3 separate regions of the Mus musculus genome follow, and regions 1 and 2 are each linked to region 3. A link is a contact called in public HiChIP or PLAC-seq and promoter capture Hi-C data. All regions are on one chromosome and are shown on one strand. The core of a region is the stretch at or near the end of the contact, and the rest is flanking DNA. Distances in the headings are between cores, read along the strand shown.

What was found. Promoter capture Hi-C pulls out the DNA fragments that hold promoters and counts their contacts. HiChIP or PLAC-seq counts read pairs in DNA pulled down with a chosen protein or histone mark.
Region 1: a promoter capture Hi-C map of embryonic stem cells shows a contact between it and region 3, with 5 times the contacts expected there. The contact joins the promoter of Coro2b here to the promoter of Skor1 in region 3. A contact is called at or near these places in 1 of 39 promoter capture datasets (embryonic stem cells) and 1 of 115 datasets of contacts at active chromatin or transcription factors (embryonic stem cells).
Region 2: an HNF4G HiChIP or PLAC-seq map of pancreatic cancer cells shows a contact between it and region 3, with 4 times the contacts expected there. The contact joins the enhancer-like site here to the promoter of Skor1 in region 3. A contact is called at or near these places in 13 of 39 promoter capture datasets (the C10 cell line, the HPC-7 cell line, the SN4741 cell line and 8 more), 2 of 484 Hi-C or Micro-C datasets (the G1E-ER4 cell line and cortical neurons), 22 of 115 datasets of contacts at active chromatin or transcription factors (the NIH/3T3 cell line, astrocytes, bone marrow-derived macrophages and 14 more) and 3 of 9 other capture datasets (embryonic stem cells, liver and macrophages).

The regions. Positions count from the first base shown.
Region 1 is chr9:62,535,437-62,540,180 of GRCm38.p6, forward strand. It overlaps Coro2b (coronin, actin binding protein, 2B), which reads right to left and starts at 1,608. Exons shown (of 12, transcript NM_175484.3): 1 at 1,217-1,608. The coding sequence starts at 1,231. Gm39352 (a long non-coding RNA gene) reads right to left here. Exons shown (of 4, transcript XR_870833.1): 2 at 3,845-4,744; 3 at 2,845-3,352; 4 at 2,445-2,690.
Region 2 is chr9:63,790,043-63,794,440 of GRCm38.p6, forward strand. Gm39359 (a long non-coding RNA gene) reads right to left here. Exons shown (of 2, transcript XR_870852.3): 2 at 4,063-4,398. Among named protein-coding and RNA genes, the nearest start is that of Gm39359, 3.4 kb to the right of the region's middle. Within about 2 kb of position 2,074, at least 36 of the 459 cell types and tissues checked have an H3K27ac peak or open chromatin away from gene starts, as enhancers often do. A contact at or near this core is called in pancreatic cancer cells, where this site is marked.
Region 3 is chr9:63,145,069-63,149,282 of GRCm38.p6, forward strand. It overlaps Skor1 (SKI family transcriptional corepressor 1), which reads right to left and starts at 1,912. Exons shown (of 9, transcript NM_172446.3): 1 at 1,739-1,912; 2 at 1-1,510. The coding sequence starts at 1,845.

The DNA.
Region 1 (4,744 bases), core at 358-2,857, 610 kb before region 3:
TAAGCACCCTGCCGCTTGATATAGCTAGCTTGACAAAGTTAAGGCCAGGCACATCCGCCCCGAGCCCTCAGGTTATCATTCTCATACAGCTCCCAAGTCCCAGAACTGAGGGCAATGACAAGGTCTGAAGTGAAGTCCGAGCCGGGCTGAGCAAGTCGCTGGGGTAAGGAGCTTATTAGAAGGGTCTAGAATGGACCGCCCAGCCTTTCTGTAAGGCTTTGACCACAGCAGGCTGCCTGGCCTGCTTGGCTTCTACCTCCTCAGCTGTGAGAGCCAGCTGAGCATCTGGGAAAGATGGAGTCTGGCCTAAGGTGTATAGACGGCCAAATCCACGGCTAAGGCCGATGCCAGGGTGTGAGGTCAGCACTCCAACAGAACCTGGGAAGAGTACAGTTCATACTCTTCACTTGTTTGTCCCACCACTACCAAGGCTCATCTTATCCCATTGCAGAAAAGGAAACCTAAGCCCAAACTAGGCCTAGCCCTTCTCCGTAGAGAGACTCAAATCTGCCTTGGCCCAGGGCTTATCCCACTGCCCCAACGGTCTCTCCTCTTAACTCCATTCTTCCATTGGCAGGGAAGACGTCCCCAAAAAAGTTCTTCAACAAACCCGGGCTCCTGTGACAAGTCCAAGAACCTCTTCCAAACTGGGGTCTGCCAGGATGCCTACCTGCTCCTCTCTGTCACACTCCCTGCCCATCCCACCCCATGCAGTAGAACCTTCCCTGTCTCTGGCAGCCACTCAGGGATCCGGCAGCGCCTCTACAGGGTAGCTTTGGAGTCAGGCCCAGGCTTCTGGGGTAAATGGCAAAGACAGGCAGGTGGGGTTCAGCTCCCTTGTGTGTCTGACTAGCATGGCCAGCCCATCCCTGCATCATCAGCATGGATCCCTCAGTCCTTACGGCGCGTGACACTGAGGGACAGACACCCAGAGCGCCAGCCAGCCCGAAGCAGCTTTCCAGGGGTTAAAATTGCAGCACCTTCCACAAGAGTTAAAAATGCAGTCCCGGGGCGCACAGTGATGTGGTCCACACCGTCCAGGATAGCTGCAAAGGAGCATCCCCTCCCGGCATCCCGTAGTCCCCTGGGGGCCGAGCGACTCCTGGGAGCTGGAGCGCGCGCGCGCGCGCGATCCCTTCCTAAGCCCCTCAAGTCCCTGCCCGGGGGGTTGTAGCACCCGCGGGTCCCCAGCGTGGCGACGATCTGCGCTGCTTACCTTTGTGACAGTCATACAGAAAGCGGGCGGTGGGGCTGGGCGCGGGCGGCGGCAGGCGGCTGGGCCGGGCTGGGGACCGCGCGCTCGGGAGGCCGCTGGCTGATGTCAGCCGCGGCCGAGCATCTATAATAGATGAGGCCGCCGCGCCGCAGGAAGGCGAGGCAGGAAGAAAGGCGGGCGGCGGGCCGCGCGGGGGGCGGGGAGGACCGACCGGGGACTCGCTACAAAGAGGAGGCGGAGGCAGAGGCGGGAGTGCAGTCCGGGCGCCTGACGGTCCCCAGCCCCGCGCGTCCAGGCGCTGCCCCCTCGGGCTCCTGGCACCTGCGGCCGGGGCCGTGGGCGGGGACCCGGCCTTCGGTGCCGCGTTGGCTCCGGGCGCCCGGTGAAGTCACAAGCTGGACGGGCGCGGCGCGCGGCCGGAGATGCCTTCCCAGGGCTGGTCGCCCCCTGGAGGTTCCCAAAGTCCACCCGCTACGGGTCCCGCAGCTGCCACACGAGTTCAGGGTGGCCAGGAGGGCTCGTGGAAGCACTCCTTCGCATCTCAGTGATGAGCTCGCCTAAGGCCAATGTGGTCCATGTTACATAGGAAGTGGCAGGACTTGAGTGTAAAGTACTTAGACAGAGGGGCATTGGGCCCAGTTGGCTCGCCAGACTCGCCCAGAGGCTCTCTGCTTGGTGGCAAGCTTCTTAGAGGTTTCCTTTGCAGATCCTGCGTTCTATAGTTATAGGGACACAGGGGGAGCTCTCTGTAAGAGAGGCAGGACCGACCCTCCTCAAGAGTGTTCACATCACTGGGGAGATGACAGGTACAGTTGCTCTAGGCAAATCCCAGCCAGGTTACCTACACCCTGTAGCAGCTGCAGGAATTTCAAGTACAATTGCCTGAATATGGCCATGCGAGTACCTGGGCAAAACCGGTTTGGACAGATAAGGAGCCGCTGCAACCACAGAGAAGGGAGGAGGGAATGAGGTATTTGGAGCATCTCTCTCTCTCTCTCTCTCTCTCTCTCTCTCTCTCCCCCCCCCCCCCGGGGGTTCTGAAGTGTGCCACCTGCTCTCAGAGTTTCTTCACTGCAGTCCAGTGTGAGCACCTGCCCCGGAGGAAGGTGCAGGAACAGGGAGGTAGGATGCCTGCTCCATTCCGCAGCTGTATTTCTAGAACAGTACTACACACAGTGACAACTACTATAAAGTGCTTTGGCATAGATCCCGATATTTTTATTTACAGTTTTTTTTGTTTTGTTTTATCTTAGTTTTTGTTGGTGTTTTGGGTTTTTTGGGGGGGCATCCCTAAGAATGAGCAGATTTCGTGGGGGGACGTACCTGGTCTGACACAGTGACAGAGCCAGGACTTGTGTCTGTGAGTTACAGAGTTCCTCCACAGCTGCTGCCATCTTTGAACTTCTTCTGCATCTTGGGAAGGGTATAAACACCTGTCCGTCTCCAGGGGCCTTGCAGCAACTTTACTAGGTCTCTAGGGAGAGCAGATGTAGCTTCAGGCCTCAGGCATTGGCTCTGCGCCAGACCCCTCCTAGGTGTAGTCATGCCAGGCCTCAAGTCTTTACTGCCTCACCCCCCCCCCACCCGCCCCAGAAATGCCGGCTTCATTCTCTGAACCCCATCCTTACCTGACATCCAACCACTGTACACTTAGTTCAGAGTCTCTGGGTTGTCTCCACATGGGACAGTACAGCAGGGAGCTAGCTGGCCCCTGGGTATGATTTATCTTCCTGCATGACCCTGTCTCAACAATAACGAAACTAAAGGCAAAGAATGTTTGAGAAAGATACCCATTGTGGACTTCTGGCCATCACAAGCATGTACATAGCACACACACACACACACACACACACAGAGACACACACACACACACTGCATCTCAATGATAGGGTGCTTGCCCAGTATGCATAAGGCTCCAGGAAAAGTTTAATGTCACCAGGAACAAATCAAGGATGATGTATGGAGCGGGGGAGATTGGATTAGTCAGTGAAAGTGCTTGCCAGGGAAGCCTGAGGCCCTGAGTTCAAATCCCCAGCTAAGTATTGCAGTGCATACCTGTATTCTCAGTGTGAATCAGGTGAAGGTAAGATGGTCCCTGGAACTTGCAGCCCAGCCTGTCTAGCTAACCAATGAGCCCTGGGTTCAGAGAGAGAGAGACCCTGTCTCAATTACAACAAAAATAAAGGCAGAGGAGGAAGGAGAAACACCCATCGTTGACTTCTGGCCATCATAAACATGCGCACATATGCATACATACTCAAAGATAGGGTGTATCTCTAGGATGGCATGCTTGCCTAGTATGCATATTAAGGCTCTCAGTTCCATTACCAGCAACACACACATACACACCAATTCAAGCAAAATAAGTGTTCTATCAGCAGAAGAAATGTAAAGGAGACCCATAACATTTCCCATCAGCCAGTTGGTCATTATCAGAAGGATTTGGATTCCATGTCAGGATGGTAGTCTTGAACAGGAGAGCCTTAAGACAGGAGAATGGAACCATCATTGCCAGGCTTCTCCATCCAGCCCTATGGCCCTATTAGAAAGTACTGAAGGGCCAGCCAAGAACACCAGCAACCAACACCCATCACCCCTCTCACATCCCAGATTGCCATCCTCGGTTACCCAGCATGCCTCTTGGCACCTTCCGCGCTGTCTGCTGTTGTTGTGGGCTCTGGGAACAAGACAAACACTTAATGTTATCTTGAGCCAAATGTAATTAGGAACATCAATCTGCCATCCCCAGGACCCATGTGATGGGCTCTGAAGGCAGACAGGAGACACTCTAGGTCCCTCACATGGCTGCTGGCTCCCTCCTTCTGTCACATCTTCATCTCCGTAGATAGAAAGGACACCTGGATAAGCACGATGCCCCGGCAAGATGCCCAGTCCTCTGGTGCCACGTGTAGGATCGGCCTGAAGGAGGGACTCAGAGCTGTAAGCATTCCCATGGTCAGTACCACCCGGCCTGTGCTCCAGCCACTGTGCCTATCTTGCTTTGCTCCACTTGGAGGCAGGCTTGAGAACACACACAGATGGAGTCAGGGGCTTAAACTGGAGAGAGACCACAGGAGGAGATGCAGTGGCCCCTGAGGTTGGCAAAAAGGTGTTTTCGAGGGCACTGCTGGGGCCCACTGGAGGAGGGTGCATACAGAGTCACCTGGCTGTTGTCAGTCATGGAGGGCAGCGTGCTCAACCACACTCTTCCTCGGCACTGTGCTTTTGGGCTGGGAGTCCAGGACCCTCCGTTTCAGGGTATGCCCTAGACAGAGGTGCGGGAGTTCCTACCTCTTACTTGTAGCGGTATTTACTATTTACGTAGCTCTAGTCTGAGCTCTTTGGATCATGCATTGAGTTACATGTAAAATTAAACATAGGCTAGCTTGGGCTGTAGGTTACAAATCATGTTATAAAGAAGAGTGCCTATGAACAGCCTCAGTGTGCCTGATCATGACAGAGGCGACCATGCCCTAATGCTTTCCCACTTTCTCTCCTCAACTTCCGATGCCCTTCTCCCTTGTTCTC
Region 2 (4,398 bases), core at 824-3,323, 650 kb after region 3:
ACCATCCCTATGGGCTGATATCCTGTACTGAACACAAAGGAGAAGGCAAGCCAGGCACCAGCACCCTTCTTTCTCTGCTTCCTCACTGTGGATGTGATGTGGCCAGATGGAGCATGGTACTGCTGTCGCCATGACTCCCCAACACGGTGGACGGTGCCTTTGAACCATGAACCAGATTAAACCCTTCCCCTCTTAGGTTGCGTTGGTCAGTAATGCTGTCACAACATGGAGAAAAGTTACTCATAGCTCTCACCTCCCTTTATTGAGAAGGTTTGTCTCACCTTTCATGCCCAGCTTAGATGCTCCACCCACCAGCTATCTCTCTTAACATCCCATGGATGTGTGGCCTGATGCCTGTGCTTTCTCTAATCAGTCTGCCTCTCCAGGGTGTGGTTTAATTAATGGCCACATGCTGGGGAGCTGCAATCTAAGCCCAGATGCTGGTGCTGAGGCTGAGGCCAATGGGGATGCTGCTCCCACCAGCCCATACCCAGGGAGGGTATGGATTCAGCCTTCGGCGGCTCTGCCAGGGTTTAGCTGTTTGGTTCATGCATCCTTGCCCATAAGACAACGTAGTAACCACATCACTCTTGGCATTGAAGTGAAAGTTATTTGGGCCCCAACCTGAGCCACAGTAGGACTCAAACAAATAGAAGGAGTTGTAGGTTGTGTTGTTTGTTTGCTTGAGATAGGGTCTCATAGAGGCCAGGCTGGCCTTAAACTTTCTCTTTAGCTGATGAACTTTGAACTCTTGGTCTTCCCTCACCCACCTTCTGGGATTATACCTATACCATGTCCCGTGTGAGTAGTGTTGAGATCCAACCCAGGGCTTGCTTCTTGCATACTAAGAAAGCACTCTTTGTGTGTGTGTGTGTGTGTGTGTGTGTGTGTGTGTTTCGAGACAGGGTTTCTCTGCGTAGCCCTGGCTGTCCTGAAACTCACTCTGTAGACCAGGCTAGCCTTGAACTCAGAAGTCTGCCTGCCTCTGCCTCCCAAGTACCCAGTTAAGCAAGCACTCTTAACAACTTAGCTCTATCCATCCCCAACCAGGCTGGCTTTGAGTTAGAACTTCAAATCCTGCTGCTTCAGCCTCTTGATGCTTAGATTACAGATATGGACTACTACACCAGAAATGATTTTTCATCCTGGCTCATATCTAAGATGAATTTATCTTGAGGGTTCTTATACAGAGAGCCCTGTTCACCCTAGAAGAAAAGACGGAGCTTCCCTGATACTGTGAGGGAAACAGTGGCTGTAAGCTTAGCTCGGCTGCTGTGGCTAAGCCTTATACCTCCTGGAGAGAAGCCAAGAGTAGCAGAAGGGTGATAGAAGAGTCAGGCCTGGAGGCTAGACCGAGCCCCTTGGCTCCAGCCGCCTGACCTGTGCTGGACATCACTTGCCAGCATCTGGGAAGGCAGGCACTCCCACCCTCCCTCCTTCCCTCTCTCCCTCCCTTTTTCCTACTTGCCCTCTGCCTCTGAGTTCAGGTCACTCTCCCTGACTGGCGTTCTGCCTGGGCCATTTCCTGTTTCCTGAAGATTTCTCTTCAGCATGTTCACGCTGTTTCTCAGATCATCCCCTACCCTGTCCAGAATCTTCCTGGAAAACGCCTACATAACCTTCAAAACTCACCTCAAGGACAACAGTGTCTCTGTCAGGCAGGGTAGAAAGACGGGGAAGTTTGGGGGGTGACAAAGACAGAGCTCCTTCCCTTAGAGTTCAGTTAAGCCTCTCACCAGCAAAGGAGCAAGAATTTCTTCTGAGTGACAATTGTTTACAGCTTTTCTCCCTTGCCAGCCATAAACCTGTCATTTTCTAGGAATCTCAACAGAAAAGCCATTTAACAGGGAAAGGACGAAAGCCCTTGTATAACTCCAGTGGCTCCTGGTCTCACCTTATCTGACATGATTTCATCCCTGGCATCTCCAGAGCCACCCTCTGATCTCATTTATCATAAGAGAAAGAAAAGGAGGAGGAGAAATGGGTTTCTTAGCAACCCTTGGAGAGCTACTAACATGACATATACAGCTAATGCTAACAATTAACTGTGACTCTCACTTGATTGCAATGTCTTACTCTCTCCTGCTGTGTCTCTGGATGCTCATACCCTGACCTGGAGACCTGGACATCCCTGTCTTTCCTCTGAGTGCCTCTTTCTCTTAACCTTCATGCTTAAGCCTATATTAAAATATATTGAATGAGGCCAGGCTGTGGTGGTACACAACTTTAATCCCAGTATTCTGGAGGCAGAGACAGGTGGATCTCTTGTGAGTTTGAGGCCAGCCTGGTCTACAGAGTGAGTTTCAGGACAACCAAAACCTGTCCAAAAAAAACTATTAAACTATTCTCTCCTATTTTCTCTCTCTTTCTCTCTCTCTCTCTCTCTCTCTCTCTCTCTCTCTCTCTCTCTCTCTCTCTCTCTCTCTCTCTTTCTCTCTCTCCAATGTCACTTCATCATAGACAATCCTGAAACTCCTTTGGTTTGGCCCAAGTCACAGTTTCTAGAAGTCTAGAAGACTCCTTAGGCTGTTGAGGATGGCACAGTGGAGCTGTGTCTCTGAGCCCCTCTGCTGATACCCTGACTTCCCAGATCCCCTCTGTACCTTCTTCTCTTCTATGTGACAGTAGTGACCACAAGAAGAGCGGTAGTGGTGATGGTGGCTTATACTAGTGGGCCACTCCTCCAGGCACTACTTGAGGCTCGTCCATCATTTCAACGAATCTTGATAAGAACCTCTGAAGAAGAGACATTCTTGCTTTATAAACAAGGAAACCAAGCCATAGGTGAGTGCAGAGTGTGCTTGATCTCCCAGGGGAGGCAATAAACGTGTTGGGGTTTGCCCGGGGGGACTGTCCTCAGATCCATGTCTGCAGCCACTCTGTTTTGTTTGTCCTTGCAGCCCCAGAAGCTGGCCCCAGTGGCACGGAAGAGACAGTGGTTGCCAATCAACCCATATCAGCGTTCATCTCAGACACCTCTCCCTCACCCGCCCTGGTCAGCTCCTTTCACCGAGCTGCCCATGGCTTTGAGGATTGCCCCCAGATGCTGCAAGCACCACCACGATGTGAATCCTTGCTGTGTGTCAGTCCTAATGCTGAGGACTTATGTCAATTCATGTCTTGGGATGAGGAGATAGCCCAGTCAGGAGAGTGCTTACCATGAAGGCATGGCTTCAGGACCCATGCCAACGAGCTGGATGTGGATGGAGGCTTACATCTGTGATCCAAGTGCTGGGGATGTGGAGACAAGGGGATCACTAGCATTTGCTGGCCAGCTGAATCAGGGATCTTCAGATGCAGAGAAAGGCAACGTTGTGAAAGTAAGGCAGCCAGTGACGACTGAAGACACGTGATCTCAACCTGTGCCCCCTCCCCAAGTCTGTGTCATTTGAACCCCAGACAGTATGATGAAGTGGTCTTTGTCCTTCCTTCCTTACAAACAAGAAAACCAAGGCTTTGTAGTGGCAATACCACTACCCCACTAGGGTCCAATGCTTTTTTGCCTGACCCCAAACTCTAGGCCTCCCCTACCTCCACACCTACTCACAGTCTCACCCCTACCAGGTCTCCCATTCTTCAGTTTTGCACCCAGCATATACTAGGCCCACTGGATTAAATCTAATGGAATGTGGGTGGGTGGTCTATGAAAACACGCCACGACCCAGCATTCCAAGTGAAACGCTTGCGACTCTGAGCCCAAACCTGGAGAAACCTGCTATTTTTGGATGGCCTTGCACAAATATGTGGGCTTCCTTTCTGTAGAAAATGTCAGTGCGTTAGTTTCCTAGCTCCCTCCATCTGCCTGGGCCGAGGAGGGTGACGCAATCAGAGCCTCAGAGTGAGTCACCTCCCGATCAGCTGCCAGACCATCCACACTGCTGATATGGGCTGAGGTACTCGTCCCACCCAGCTCGTGGGTGGCTGAACTTCATGTGCACAGCTTTTCTCTCTCTCTGCTCTCCGCCTTCTCCTTCCCTCTCTCCATTTCTCCTGCTCTTCTTTTCTCTCCCACTTTCTCTCTGGAGAGATTGGATCTCAGCACCCAAAATCTGCCAGGCTGAGTTTGCAAACCCATGTACCTTTGACATGTGCCACAGAGGGAAGAAATCCCTTTGGGGAATGACATCATGGGAGGTGACAACAGGGGGTAGGTGGGCGACTGGACCGACCTTTCAGTGGACACAGAAGCTGCTGTCTCTTGAATCAGCTACTGCCACCAGCATCTGCAGCATGCTGGCGAAAAAGGAGAACTGGGTTTCTGAGTCCCTAAACTATGCCCACAACTCTTTGTATTCAACATATAGTTGTGTTTCCTGGATTGGGTGAACTGGGCTGTAGACTCCAGTGGCCTCAAGCCAGGGCAACTTTGTGATCAGCTCTCAGGCCCTATGCTGCTGC
Region 3 (4,214 bases), core at 662-3,161:
AGCTGGCTCGGCACCGTCCAAAGACTCAGGACCGCCCCCGCCAGCCGCCGCCGCCGCTGCAGCAGCAGCCGCAGCCACCGCGGCCGCTACGGCCTTAGCTTGGCTCTGAGCGGCCGGGTAAGGAGGCACCGGGAGGCTCCCGGCTGCTGGCCAGAACATGGGAAACGTCGGGTATACAGTGGCGGCGGCAGCTGCGGCAGCTACCGCCGCTGCGTCCTTGGCTGCGCCGGAAGGTTGATGTCCCCAGAACATTGTGCCGCCACCAGGGCCGGGCCCTGCTCCTGGGGGCAAGTGGCCAGCTCCCGGGCCACCCGCACCCGCGGCGGTGCCAGCGCCCCCACTGCTCCCGGTGCCAGGGCCTCCCTTGGGTTCTCCGGCGACCAACACTGGGTCGTCCTTTTTGGGACATAGGCCGAATGCTGTGGGGAAACCGTAAGGATGCGGGAAAAGAGGCGGGGGCAGCTTTTGCAAGAGGCCAAAACCTTTGCTGGGCACTGGAATCACCGGGTAGCTGCGAACCCCTGCGCTGCCCCCAGGTCCTCCAGGTCCTGCAGGGCCACTAGCTGCCGCCGCCAGGCCAAGTGCGCGCTGCGGATGCGGTGGAGGTGGCCCGGGAGGCCCAGCCGCCTCGTCTTCACCGCAGCGCAGACTTTTGTGGGGCGGTGGGCCTGGGGCCATCTCTGAGCCGCACCCTGGACCGCCACCGCCACCAGCGCCGCCCTTCCCTGCACCACCAGACCCGCTATTAGCGCCGCCTCCGCCGCCCCCTTGCAGGGAGAAGGTCCGCTTGCGCGTACCGCCATTAAACATAGCCTTGACGTCCTCCCAAGCGTGGCTCAGTTCGTCGGTGGCCGACTTGTCACTGAGTTTGAGGTGCCGACGCCACGAGTTAAAGTTGGCGGCGTCGGGCTGAGTGTACTTGGCGTCGGGTGTGCGGTGCGAATGGAAGATGAACTTGTTGGGAGAGAAATACATACTGCAGTAGCCGCACTTGATGCACTTAGCACGAGAGCTGTTGTAACGGGCAGGGATGAAGCTGCCCCGAGAGCCCCATGCGCACTCGTGCACCACGTCAAAGGCGAAGTTCTCAGGCAGTTTGGGGGGCTTGTGCTCGCCCAGGAACGACTTGCACAGGCGTTCGGCCTCTCGTTTTGTGATCATACCACAGCGGCGAGAGGAGATGGGCATGGCCCCGGCCCGACGCAGTATCTCCAGCTGCACCGGCGTGCATTGCACGCATGTGATGCCCAGGGCCACGCGGCGGTTGTGGATCTCATTGTAGCTGTAGTTTTTGAGCAGGGTGTTGGAGATCTGGGCTAGGCACAGGCGCTCCTGCCCATCAATGACCAGCGACACGATGGGTACCCCGTACAGCGACGTCTCGCCCACCTGGTTGGGTTTAAGGGCGCTGGATCCCGAGTAGGGCTGCAGCTCTTGCTTGGAGTTGGGAGAGGAGCTGCCCTCGCGTCCCGGCCCCAGCTGAGTGGTGAGAGCCTCCATGCCGCCGCTCCTGCGAAACAGAGAGAGCAGAGAGCAGATGAGCCATTTTTTTAGCGCCGCTACCTAGGTTCAGGCCCGCCCAGCGGGGCGCAACGTGTGGGGTGCGAGGGGGTTACTTGGCAGTGGGGAGCTCAAGCTCATTCGTCCCACGGACTGGCCCCTTTTGTTATTCAGACCAGCTTCTGAGCTGAAACAAAAGCACCCGGGGGGCTAAGGGAGGAAAAGGGAAAATCGAAACCTCAGGAAAGCCCCGGCTGCCAGGAAACCAATCCTGTTTTCAGATTGGAAAGGAAGTGGGACCCAGAGACGGAGAGTGACTTGCCCAAGGCCACACAGCAATGCCATAGCCAAATCCAGGCTTTCCAGCCGGCACTCAGGTTTGCGTGCCTTCAGCTACCTCACAGCTCGCCCTGCCCGCCAGGGTCCTGAAGCCCGGACTTCAGGGACCAGCGGCCCCTCTGCTCAGTCGCGCATGCACGCGTGCGGGCGGGGGCAGTGAAGGGAGAGGTGGGGAGGCGAAGGAGGGGCACTCACTGCCCATCACAAACTGCAGGATGTAGGGGTGGGGGCAGGGAGAAGGGGGAGGGATGGAGGTTGAAGGAGGAGGATAGAAGGAAGAGGAGGAGGCCACTGCTGTTCGCGGTGCTGAACCCTACCCTTTCCAAAGCTTGTCGCGTGCACCACGACCTCGGGTGGCCCCCAATGCACCTATCTTCGTGGTGACCGGCTTCCAGGGACAACAGTACCGGTTTGCACAAACCTGTACTTCTCTTCTGACTCCTTGAGCCCGGTGTTCCTTGAGCAGAAAGAGTCCAGCTGGGTTTACAAAACGCTTTCTTGCCAGCCATCAGTTAGGCCGGGATCACGCAGTCTCTAACCACATTTTCTGCATTTTTTAGCTGCATTCCAGACTAAAGCCGGCTCCCCTCTTGTCAGCGCTTGGGACAGAGAGGTTCTCACAGGCGTTTCTCTGGAGTCACTTTTTAGCTTTGGAAACATGCCCCTGAGCTTTCTGTCCTCTTCCACACAGCTTTTCTTACTCAGACCCAACACAGGCTCCCCAGGCTCTGGGCTGCTCCTTTTGTGGGGGTGACTCCTCTTTGAGTATCCTTCATGCCCCGACATCAGCTCAGATGGGCTAGAAGGAATCTTGGCCACTCTTGGAAGCCACTGTAAAACTCCAAGCACTAAAAAGTTGCTGCTGGTCCCTCGCTTTGATCTCTGGAGAAGGCAGAGAGGAAGCTGTATCCACAGTCTAGCCTGGTGGAGGACCCAGGAATTGATGTTTAGGGCCTTCTAGGTCGCCCAGTCACCTCACGTGTCTTCAGACACTCAGGGCTCCATGGACCCAATGCTGGGCGGCAGGCGCTCTTGCCGCCAATCTAGTCCCTAGGACTCCCTCCTCCGAACTTGGCTGGAAAAGCAAATCCATTTCAGAGGGGTAGCTTCACTCTAACAGGGATCCGAATTCCAAAGCTAAGAACCTGGCATCTTTGGTCTGCAGGTATCTTTCCCTCCCTCTGTTTGCTTAGATACTTATTTGTCGATCTTATCTGTCCCTGAGCTGTCTGTCGCTGCCAGCTCACCGCTCTTTCTCCCATCTATCTTGTATCTTGTTCAAGTATCAACCTATTTATTATCTGTTTCATCTCTTCCAGTCAAACTGAGGCAAGTTGATCCTCCCTTGTCACTGAAATCCCCAGTAACATTTTAGGAGGCAAGCAAACTACTGTGCTAACTCCCTGGCTGAGGGGTCAACAAGGCGAGCTAGGTGTCCCAGGGACGGCTCTCACACAGGCTGAGGAGGTGGCTAAGGGGGCCCGCAGCTGTGGGAAATGACGATGGCTTCTGGGATTTCTGGGCAAATGTACCGGGCCCGCATAGAGTGAAGAGGACACCCTGAGCCTGGAGCGTCCACCTGAAGCTGGGGCTCCTGAGTCCCCAAGGGGTTTTCCCAAAGGGCTTTTGGCCTTGGAGCCCGGAGAAGTGAGGGACCCTAGGAAGGAAACAGCATTTCGAGGGCCAAAGAAGAAAGCACCAACGAAGGGCCGCACTCAGGGACAAGGAGCAGTGCTCAGGGCGGCATGGGGACCCCCTGGCCCGCTCCTGTGGCTCGAGGGGCGAGCCTAGCGAGGTTAAGCAGGCGGGAGGTGGGCAGCGGTGGCAGCGAGGCTGTGGAGTCGTTTGTTAGGATAGGAAACAACCGCCACAGAGTCTAAAGGAGAAGTCAACGAAAGAAGCGCTGCGGCGGCCGGCGCGGGGGCTGTGGGCTCGCGATCGCAGGTACTCACCGTGCGGGCGGCTGGAGCCGGGCAAGCGGCGAGCGGAGGTGCGCGGCGGGCGGAGCGGCGGGCGGGAGTCGGGGATCCGCCGGGCTCTCCGGGTGACGGCGCGGCCCCTCCCCGCGCGCGCGCACAGCCGCGCAACCCCGCTCCCCGCGCTGCCACCCGCGGCCCCTCCCGCTCTCAACAGGCACGGGGCGCCAGGGTCCCCGGAACGGAGCCCGGTGCCCGGAACCGCCGCCCCCGAGGCCGGGGACTGGCCCGAAGAAGAAGCCGAAGCCTAGAGCTCATGGCGCAGCGGCGGGCACGGCCTCGGTCACAGGCGGGAGTGGCGAGGCCGGCGCTGGGCGGGAGCGCCTGACAGCTGCGAGCCGGGGCGCCACACCCACCACCCCTCGCTGTCCCTCGCGCCCTCCCCGGGTGCGCCCGCCC